3 separate regions of the Sus scrofa genome follow, and all the other regions are linked to region 1. Evidence: chromatin contacts called from public HiChIP or PLAC-seq and promoter capture Hi-C data. All regions are on one chromosome and are shown on one strand. Each heading gives the region's core, a stretch centred on a gene start, on an enhancer-like site or on the middle of the called end of the contact. The rest is flanking DNA. Distances are from core to core; before and after follow the strand shown.

Region 1 (2,695 bases), core at 122-2,621:
GAATAGTTAAGCTTGACCTTACTTAGTCAACCGTCTGCGGACCTTTAGAAATTGAGTCAGTGCTTGTGTCAACTATAAATGATCTTTAAGTAGTAAAACCGTCCCCTCTTGCCTACGGAACATTTTTACATGTATTTGCGTTTAGCCCAAATTAAAGACTTTTCCCAACAAGACTAGTTAATACAACGACTTGATCTTACACAGTCGACACTATCTCATTTTGTTTTTTAAGCCACTTGGCATCAATGTAGCGTATGTTCTGCCAGTTCTGAGCTAATCTCCAGGAAACCCTTTGTATAACGACTGAAGAAACTGAAACAGATCAGAGCTCAAGATTTTTAAGGGCCTAAAGAAGCATATGTTTTTAATCAGCAGTCAATTTATGTTAAAGTAGTTATTTTACCAGTTCGCCTTCTTTTATAATTTACATAAACCGTCTTAAAATAACACTGGTCCACTTCTACTTGAAGATTAGAGGCGGTTCCAAGGCGTTCCAGATGCCTGGACCCCAACCCATTTCCCCGCGTTGGCAAGGTAGGCGCGGGAGTCTAGTGGAAACCGATCTTGATGGGTACGCTGCTAGAAAGGTTTCCTACGGTTTCGACCGGTGCGAGTGTCAACTTCCCGTGCTAAACTGTCCCTCCCTGTTATTATTAAAACAGCTGTCAGCCAGGCTTCGGCGGCCTCTTTGTACCAGCGTTTACTCAACGCTTGGGGATCCTGGAGCAGGCGTCGCACCGAGTTAGCCCAGCCGAGCTCCAGAAGCCCCGGCCCCGCGCGCCCGCCAAGCCGCGCCCGGACACGACCCCGCCGCGCACCCGGCGGCAGGGCCCCGGCCGGCGCGCCCCCCGCCCCGCCCAGCCCCGCCCCCTCCCGCCGCGCACCCTCGCACGCACACGCTCCGCGGCCCCGCCATGTTCCGGGAGCGGCGCGGCGTCCGTCCGCCCGGGCCCCCGCCCCCCCGCCCGAGCAGCTCCCGCCTGCAGCGACTACGGCCCCCGTCCCGCTAGCGTGGGCGGGGCGGCGGGCACGTACCTACCTCGCTCTGCCGAGGGGACGGGAGCGGGCGCGACTGGGGGGCTCCTCCCGGGCGCCGGGGCCGGGGCTCGAAACCGCGCCCCTCCTTCCTCCTCGCCTGTCGCCACGCCCCCCTCGCCCTCACGGACCCAAGGCACGGCCGGCGCAGGAGGGTTTACCCCCTGTACGAGGGCCTCGGCGCGGCCGTCTCTGTCGTGGTCTTCGCTGTCGCCGTAACCGCCACGAACGCCGCCGAGGCCGGGCTCGAAAACATCTCCGGTCTCCGCCGTCCCTCACCACAGCCTGCTCGCTCCCCGCACAGCGCCGCCCGGCGATTGGCCGCGGCACGGGCACGTGACACGGCGGGCACGGGATGGGCGGCGTGACCGCCCCGCCCCCGCCCACCGCCCCTTCCGCTCGCCACCCCCCTCCCCGGGCCCGCCGCTGTGGCGGCGCCGCGAGAAGCTTCCCGAGCCGGGGGCGGGGAGCGGGGCGTACCAAATGGACGCGGGGGTGCGGGCCGGAACCCCGCGCGCCGCTGTCTTCTGCCCCAGAAGGGAGGGACCCCTGCGGGGAGCGGCGCGGGCGGAGGTCGCGCCCAGCGGCGATCATGGCCGTGGCTGTGACTGGCCACTTCTGGAAATGGCGGCGGAGGCAGCGGCGAGGAAGAAGAGGCTCTGTCCACAGAGGGTATTCACACGTTATTTTTGCGGGGCGGGAAGCCGAGTTAGCGAGCAGCGGGCCGGCTGGAGGCGGAGGCGGGTGTCCGGCCAGGCGGGCGTAGTGCGCCTGCGCGCCAGCCGGCCGCACCTGTGGGAGCAGGGACCCCTCGGGCCCCAGCCGCACCCCTCACCTGCTCCAAGCGGGGCCCTGGGCGCGCGTCCTGCAAGCGCGGCAGCGTGCATCTCCTGTGGGGATGGCATAGGCTTTGCAGTACGCCCCTCCCCATCGACACTTTCGGATGACCTTATCAGACGAGTTTAAGTGCATTTATCCTTTCCGAGAGGCCACCCACGGGAACTGCCCGGCTGTAGAAGAGCGCGTGGGGAGAACTCGCCGCCTCGGCACCCTGACTTCCTCGGGAGGTCAACCCGCGACAATTTGTACATGCCCTTATTTAACCACCAAAGGGATTACATAATCGGAGGGAAACCATTTCAGTCTGAGTTTCTTCAGGACGTTTTTTATTTACATCGAGGTTAATCCGCGAGAATTTGCGCATGCCTTTAACGACCAAAAGGGTTGTGTAATTGGAGGGAAACCATCTTCTCCCTATGGTTGTGGCCTTTAAAACTACAGCTGCCTTTGTGACTTAATGAGTGCATTTACAAATTTATGTCATTAAGTCAGCATATGATGTATTTCATACTTGACAGGAGGAAGCTGAATCCAAACATATAACTATATAAAGCACAAACTTGCATTAAAGATCATTATTTTTTCCTTTCCTAGGTTCCTCATTTCTCCCACATTCAGGTTCAGTATGACTAGTAAGAGAGCACCTTGTGGCTAGAAGTGGAACACTGTTACATTTAATTTGGATATTTATGGCTTGAAATACAAAGGAAAGAAACATACAAGTAACCAACTCTTTTCTGACTTCTCTTCAAATCGTTGATTCCTTGTCATAGGAAGTAGGTGGCTGTAACATTCGCTATTTCTACAGAGGTAAACGAGT
Region 2 (2,695 bases), core at 127-2,626, 430 kb before region 1:
CAGGACAGCCAGAGGACACCAGAGTTCTAGCAAAGGCCAGTGAGGGGAGACAGCCAAGAGCAGTGTCCTGCCCCAGGTTCCAGAAGAGCCTAGAGGGTATCCAGACAGCCCCAGGGCCTGGGACAATTCCATCCTAACCTAGAACCATTTCTTCTTTATCTGCTTCTGGACGTCTTCCTTGACAGACCAGTGAGCACCGCTTTGAGAAAAACAGAACGGGTCCAACCTTTGCTGCTTTTTTTGGAAATGGTTTACTTGAGAGACCAGATTTGCCAAGGGCTGAACACTAGGCATCAATGCCAAAAACTGCTGAAAACAGGGCTTAAAACCAGCTCCTTCCAAAGAAGTAATCCTGTAATTTGATGTGGGCACCCAAAAGGAAGTGCCCCTCAACACCATCTGAATCCCCCAAGGGGCTGCCCTGTGCCATCTGACAGCTCCTCATCCCTTGGGTGTTTGTTTCTGTCTTTGTTTCTGGCTTCCTCCACGTTTCTTCAGGCTCAGAGTGACCCACTTTGGGAGGGACGTGGGGTCAGAGGAGGACTTTCTCATCCTGCCTTTACCCTTAGCTCGAAAGTTTTCTAGGCGCGCGTTTTCTATGGTACGTTCTCTCTTCACCTTCCCGCCACCGGGTCATCCCCTCGCGTTTTCTCACCCTGAGCTGAGCTTTCAAAAAAAAAAAAAAAAAAAAAAAAAAGTAAATAAACCAATTGCCCACGGGACGCAAAAGGACTCGGCACCTTAGCTAACTTAAAGTTTCCGCAGGAAGGAAATTATTAAAGGCGAAGGAGAAAGCTCCCGGAGGCGGGGGCCGCGGCTCCAGTCCGGCGGAGGGGTCCCGGGCTCCCGGCCCAGCCCGAGATTGGCGAGGCCCGAGCGGCCCCCGGAGCGCGGGCCAGCGGCGGTGGACCGAATAGAGAAAGCTCCCGAGTAGGCTCGGACCCTAATCCAGCAGAGCCGGGACTGGGAGCGGGCCCCGGGAAAGAGGGGCGCGCGGACCAGGGGGTGCCTGCGACACTGGGGGCGCACGGACCAGGGAGCGCAGGGGAAGGTGGGGACAAAGGGGGAGCAGGAGACAAGGGGGAGCAGGGACCAGCAGGGCGCGGAGACGACGGGGCGCGGGGAGGAGGGGGACGCACGGACCAGGGTCCCCAGCGGCGGCGGCGTAGGACTCACCCCGAGGAGACACACTTTGAGCTCCCGGATGGCCATCATGAGCTCTGGGCCGGGCCGGGCAGGAGCTCAGCATCGTCCGGGGCCGCGCCGCGCCCCGCCAGCCGGCGTCCTCCGGTCCCCGCCTTCCCCCCTGCGCAGCCCGCGGGCGGATCCGCCGCTGCTATTTCTGGGCTGCCGGGCGCGCCGCGGTGGGTCACGTGGCCGCCGCCGGCTCCTCCCGGGGCTGCGAGGCTAACCTCGCCGGCTGGCTCCCAGGAACGCCCCCGACGGCGTCAGCCCCTAGGGCCGCCTCCGGGACGGGGCCTCCTCCCCTCAACCAGCCCGGCCTCGGAGCCCGCTCTGCAGAGCCTATGGGGCCGAAGGAGGACCCGTCAGTTCCCCTGGGGACTGGCCCCCACGACTGGCGGCGTCACCGGAGATGCTGTGCGCCGTGGTCATCTACAGGGAGCACTTGGAAGGCTGTGTGCACCCCCGTCATTAGATGGCACTTGACAGAAGTTGTGAGGATGGGAAGGAGGATCTGAGGGTCTGACCCTGCAGCCCATCCCCTAATACTATGAGGGTGGGCAGGCTTCAGTTCACCCCCATACAGCTCGTCACTCTCAGCCCAGAGCTCGGTCTCCTATATGTAATGGAAAATGGGTCTAGAAGCGATGGCCTTGTGTCTCCCTCCAAAACAGGCGTGTCGGCATCTGAAAAGGGAAACATTCTAGTGAGGAAGCTGCCTTGCCCAGGGCAGAAAATGCTACAACTTGTCTGGACAGACGCCTGGCCCTCAGAATACCAGCTAGAAATAGGTAGCTGGCGGCCAGCGTTCTGCATCCTTCCTTGACTGGGAAACAAAGAGGCTCAGGCTTGAGACTGTCAAGAGGCCTCTGGGAACTGCCCTCTCTTCTCCACAGTGGGGCAGGCACCTCATCCACCCAGGCCACCTCTTGTGTTGCTGCCATGGAAACGTCAGCTTTTTGGACATATGTACCTGAGTTATGCCTGGCATTTCAGTTTGGAAAGAACGTTGTTCTTTAAACTTCATCCCCTGACTGAACTCTCAGGGCTCTGTCCTAACGTGCCAATTTTGATCAAAGACATTTCTGTCCCCCCAGCAGACTACCCACCTTGGTTTTTCTGGCTTTATTCCTCCTGAAGCCATGCTGAAGCTCCCCGGCACCCAGGTAGCCCCACACAATGGGTACCTCCTAAAAGGCTGGGGTCAAAATGCCGGGCCCCCCTCCTCCTCAAAAAACAAACAAACAAACAAACAAAAAAACCTGGAAAATGGCCATTAATCTCCCAGGGCAGTGGGGGCTTCTCCTGGCTTGAGCGGGCTGCGGAGGATTACACAAATTTGGACTAAATTGTTCAAAACGTAGCTGGACGGACATGCATGCAGGTCCTGTGCAACATGGAGATGCTTGTATTGGTACCTGTCTTTTATTTAGTATCAACAGCAAGGCTGGTCTTCTGTGTGGGAAGGAGGAAAAGAGGCCTCTCCAGAATCTCCCAGCCTGGTCACAGGACC
Region 3 (2,695 bases), core at 76-2,575, 430 kb after region 1:
AACACTAGATCCAGGCCGTGTCTGCAACCTACACTGCAGCTCATCGCAACACCAGATCCTTAACCCACTGAGCAAGGCCAGGGATCAAACCTCAAGGATAGTATCCTCATGGATACCAGTGGGGTTTATTACCCCTGAGCCACGACGGGAATTCCCTGGAAAGAGATTTTTAAATTCTGAATTTCATATTTACATACTATTTAGTCACTGTTTCTTAGACCTCCCCTGGGACGGGACGTCCTGCCCATGACTAAACACACCTGCCTGTTACTGGAGATGACTGCACTTCATTTTGAAGAACTATCTTATCTTTGGGATCCCCCTGCCTCTGATCCCTTCTAAGGGGTTTTCCATAGAAACCACTGTTACCCACTGACTTGACTGGCCTCAAGCCAAGGCGTGTGCGCCTGACTTCATCAGAAAACTTCCCTGCAGTTTCAATTTTACATCCTGAGGACGTTATACTTCCTGACCGGCCCGTCCTGTAGTTACCCCTGTACTTCACCCACCTGGTGGTGCCCGAGGCCGCCTCCTTACTATGGGAGCCCCTGGGCTATTTGAGGTCACGGACAAACACAGGTGAAGTCCCTTTGCCCCGCATTTACAGATAAAAGAAGAAACTTGATGTGGTGTTAGTCTGAATATTCCCCAGAGATCCTCCACGGGGAATTTAAAACTTCATTATTTCAGCGCAACCTAAAAGTGAGTTCAAAATTAGAAAATAAACGGAAAACACTCCCCCTTGTAAGGCAAAGCGAAGACATCCAAACTGCCCACAGATGACCCACTCTGGCCATCTAGCCGGCGCACAGCCTGAGTTCACCACACTGCCCGCCCCCCACTTGGCACCACCTCTTTCCCGTGAGGAGGTGGGGCCGGGTTTCTGCGGAGAGATGCTCACACTGTCTCCGGGCTGGACCTGCCCCGCGCATCGCCCAGCCTTGTGACGGCGTAGCGCGGATGCCCAGGATAAGTCCGCGAGGGGGCCCAGGGGTTTCCACCAGGCCTCGGGCAGGGGCAGAGGGGCTCCCCCCGACAGTCTCCGCACGCACGGCCCGGCCGGCGGCAGCCTTACCCACGGTGGACTTGCAGGCCTCGCAGAAGGTGTCGTCCGTGAAGCGCTCCATCAGGCTGGTCTTGCCCACGCCGCGGGAGCCGATGATGATGACCTGCAGCTTGAAGTCGGCCGGCCGAGGGGGCTGCTTCCGCCGGCGGGCCTGGCCGCCCGACAGCGCGGGGGAGCCCGTGCCCAGGCCGCCGCCGCCCGCGGGCCGCCTCTGCAGCGCGGCGCCCGGATCCATGCACGCATGCGGCCCCCGCGCGGCCCGCCGCCAGCCGCGCGCCCCGGGCCCCCGCGCCCCTTCGGCCTCCGCCGCGCGCCCCGGATCGGCCCCGGGCTGGGCGAGCGCGCGCTCGAGCGGCCCCGGCGGCCCGCAGTCTCCGCGCTGCAGCTGTGCCGCCGGCCGGCCCCCGGCGCCCGCGTCCGCTCCGCGCCGCTGCCGCCGCCGCCGCTACCGCCGGGGGAGGAGGAAGGGAAGCAGCTACTCCGCAACAGCGGCAGCAGCATCCCGGGCGAGGCGGCGCGACGGCGCAGGCGCGACGGGCGGGGGGCGGGGCGGGACGCGGGGAGGTCGCGCGCGCCCCCTGCCGACCGGAGGACCGCCCGCCCCTCGCGTCGCCTGCCCGCCCCTCCCCACTCACTGCGTTCTGGCACCCTCTGCTCTGACTCCACTGCCTTCTCTTCACTCTCCTTTCTTTCTGAGGCCTGTATCTTCCCCTTCTCCTCCATCCCCATTCCCGCTTTCTTTTTTTCCCTCCTGACCCTGCTGTCATTGAGTACAGTCCCCAAATACCAGGCAAGTGTCTGAGCCGTCTCCCCCCAAACCTTCTAAAATACTGTCCCAAATCACTGTGGCAAACTGGCACTGTCGCCAAATGCTGAAATTCCCGGCCGGCCTCAGCCTAGACACCTGCCCCCAGGGGCCCCATGCAGACTCGCCCAGACCCCACCTACCCCGCTTGGGAGGGAGCCTGATCACGTCCTGCCTTTTCCATAAGAAACACACAAAACAGTTATTCTTAGCTCTGATTGCGTCCTAATTCAAAGTGCAGACGTTTTTATTCCTTTTAACTTTTAAAATAAATAAATAGCCTGCACCTTTCGGGGAGCAAGTGAGTTCAGATTCAAACAGTAGGAAGAAACTCCAAGATTGATGCTCTGAAAGTTTAGGAAATATGGACTTGGGTAGTATGTTTTGTCGTTTCTATTGGAAAGGTTTTAAGGATACAGAGAAATCAGTGCTCTGATTCCTTGCCAGGGATTTGTTTAGCAAATTCCTCAGCGTGAACTTGAGCACCTCAGAACACAGGGTTCTAAATATGATAGGAGCTGGCACCTACGCCCAGAATGATCACACAACCCACCAAATTTCAGCTTTATTTAGAACTGGGTTCAGTACTGCCTAGTCGGGTGGATATTACTCTACAAACCTGATTTATAAAACTCTCTAGCATTGCCCACAAAGTAAACTGGAAGTTTACATTTGTAAGAGAATTCTTAGCTCTCCAAAAGCAATCACAGTAGCAGCAGTCTTTTCAGTGGCTCTTAGGCTGTTTAAAAGATCAGACCTGTATTAATTTAAGTACGGCTCCATCACTTACAATCCGGGAGCATCTCTGGGAGATGTAGATTTCT

Evidence for each region. Promoter capture Hi-C pulls out the DNA fragments that hold promoters and counts their contacts. HiChIP or PLAC-seq counts read pairs in DNA pulled down with a chosen protein or histone mark.
Region 2: an H3K27ac HiChIP or PLAC-seq map of alveolar macrophages shows a contact between it and region 1. The contact joins the promoter of RAB31 here to the promoter of ANKRD12 in region 1. A contact is called at or near these places in 1 of 47 Hi-C or Micro-C datasets (embryonic fibroblasts) and 2 of 2 datasets of contacts at active chromatin or transcription factors (alveolar macrophages and skeletal muscle).
Region 3: a contact with region 1 is called in a promoter capture Hi-C map of liver, with 3 times the contacts expected there. The contact joins the promoter of RAB12 here to the promoter of ANKRD12 in region 1. A contact is called at or near these places in 1 of 5 promoter capture datasets (liver), 1 of 47 Hi-C or Micro-C datasets (skeletal muscle) and 2 of 2 datasets of contacts at active chromatin or transcription factors (alveolar macrophages and skeletal muscle).

The regions. Positions count from the first base shown.
Region 1 is chr6:98,813,356-98,816,050 of Sscrofa11.1, forward strand. It overlaps ANKRD12 (ankyrin repeat domain-containing protein 12), which reads right to left and starts at 1,372. Exons shown (of 12, transcript XM_021096065.1): 1 at 1,040-1,372.
Region 2 is chr6:98,384,481-98,387,175 of Sscrofa11.1, forward strand. It overlaps RAB31 (ras-related protein Rab-31), which reads right to left and starts at 1,377. Exons shown (of 7, transcript XM_021096057.1): 1 at 1,177-1,377. The coding sequence starts at 1,215.
Region 3 is chr6:99,243,302-99,245,996 of Sscrofa11.1, forward strand. RAB12 (ras-related protein Rab-12) reads right to left here and starts at 1,326. Exons shown (of 6, transcript XM_021096067.1): 1 at 1,076-1,326. The coding sequence starts at 1,301.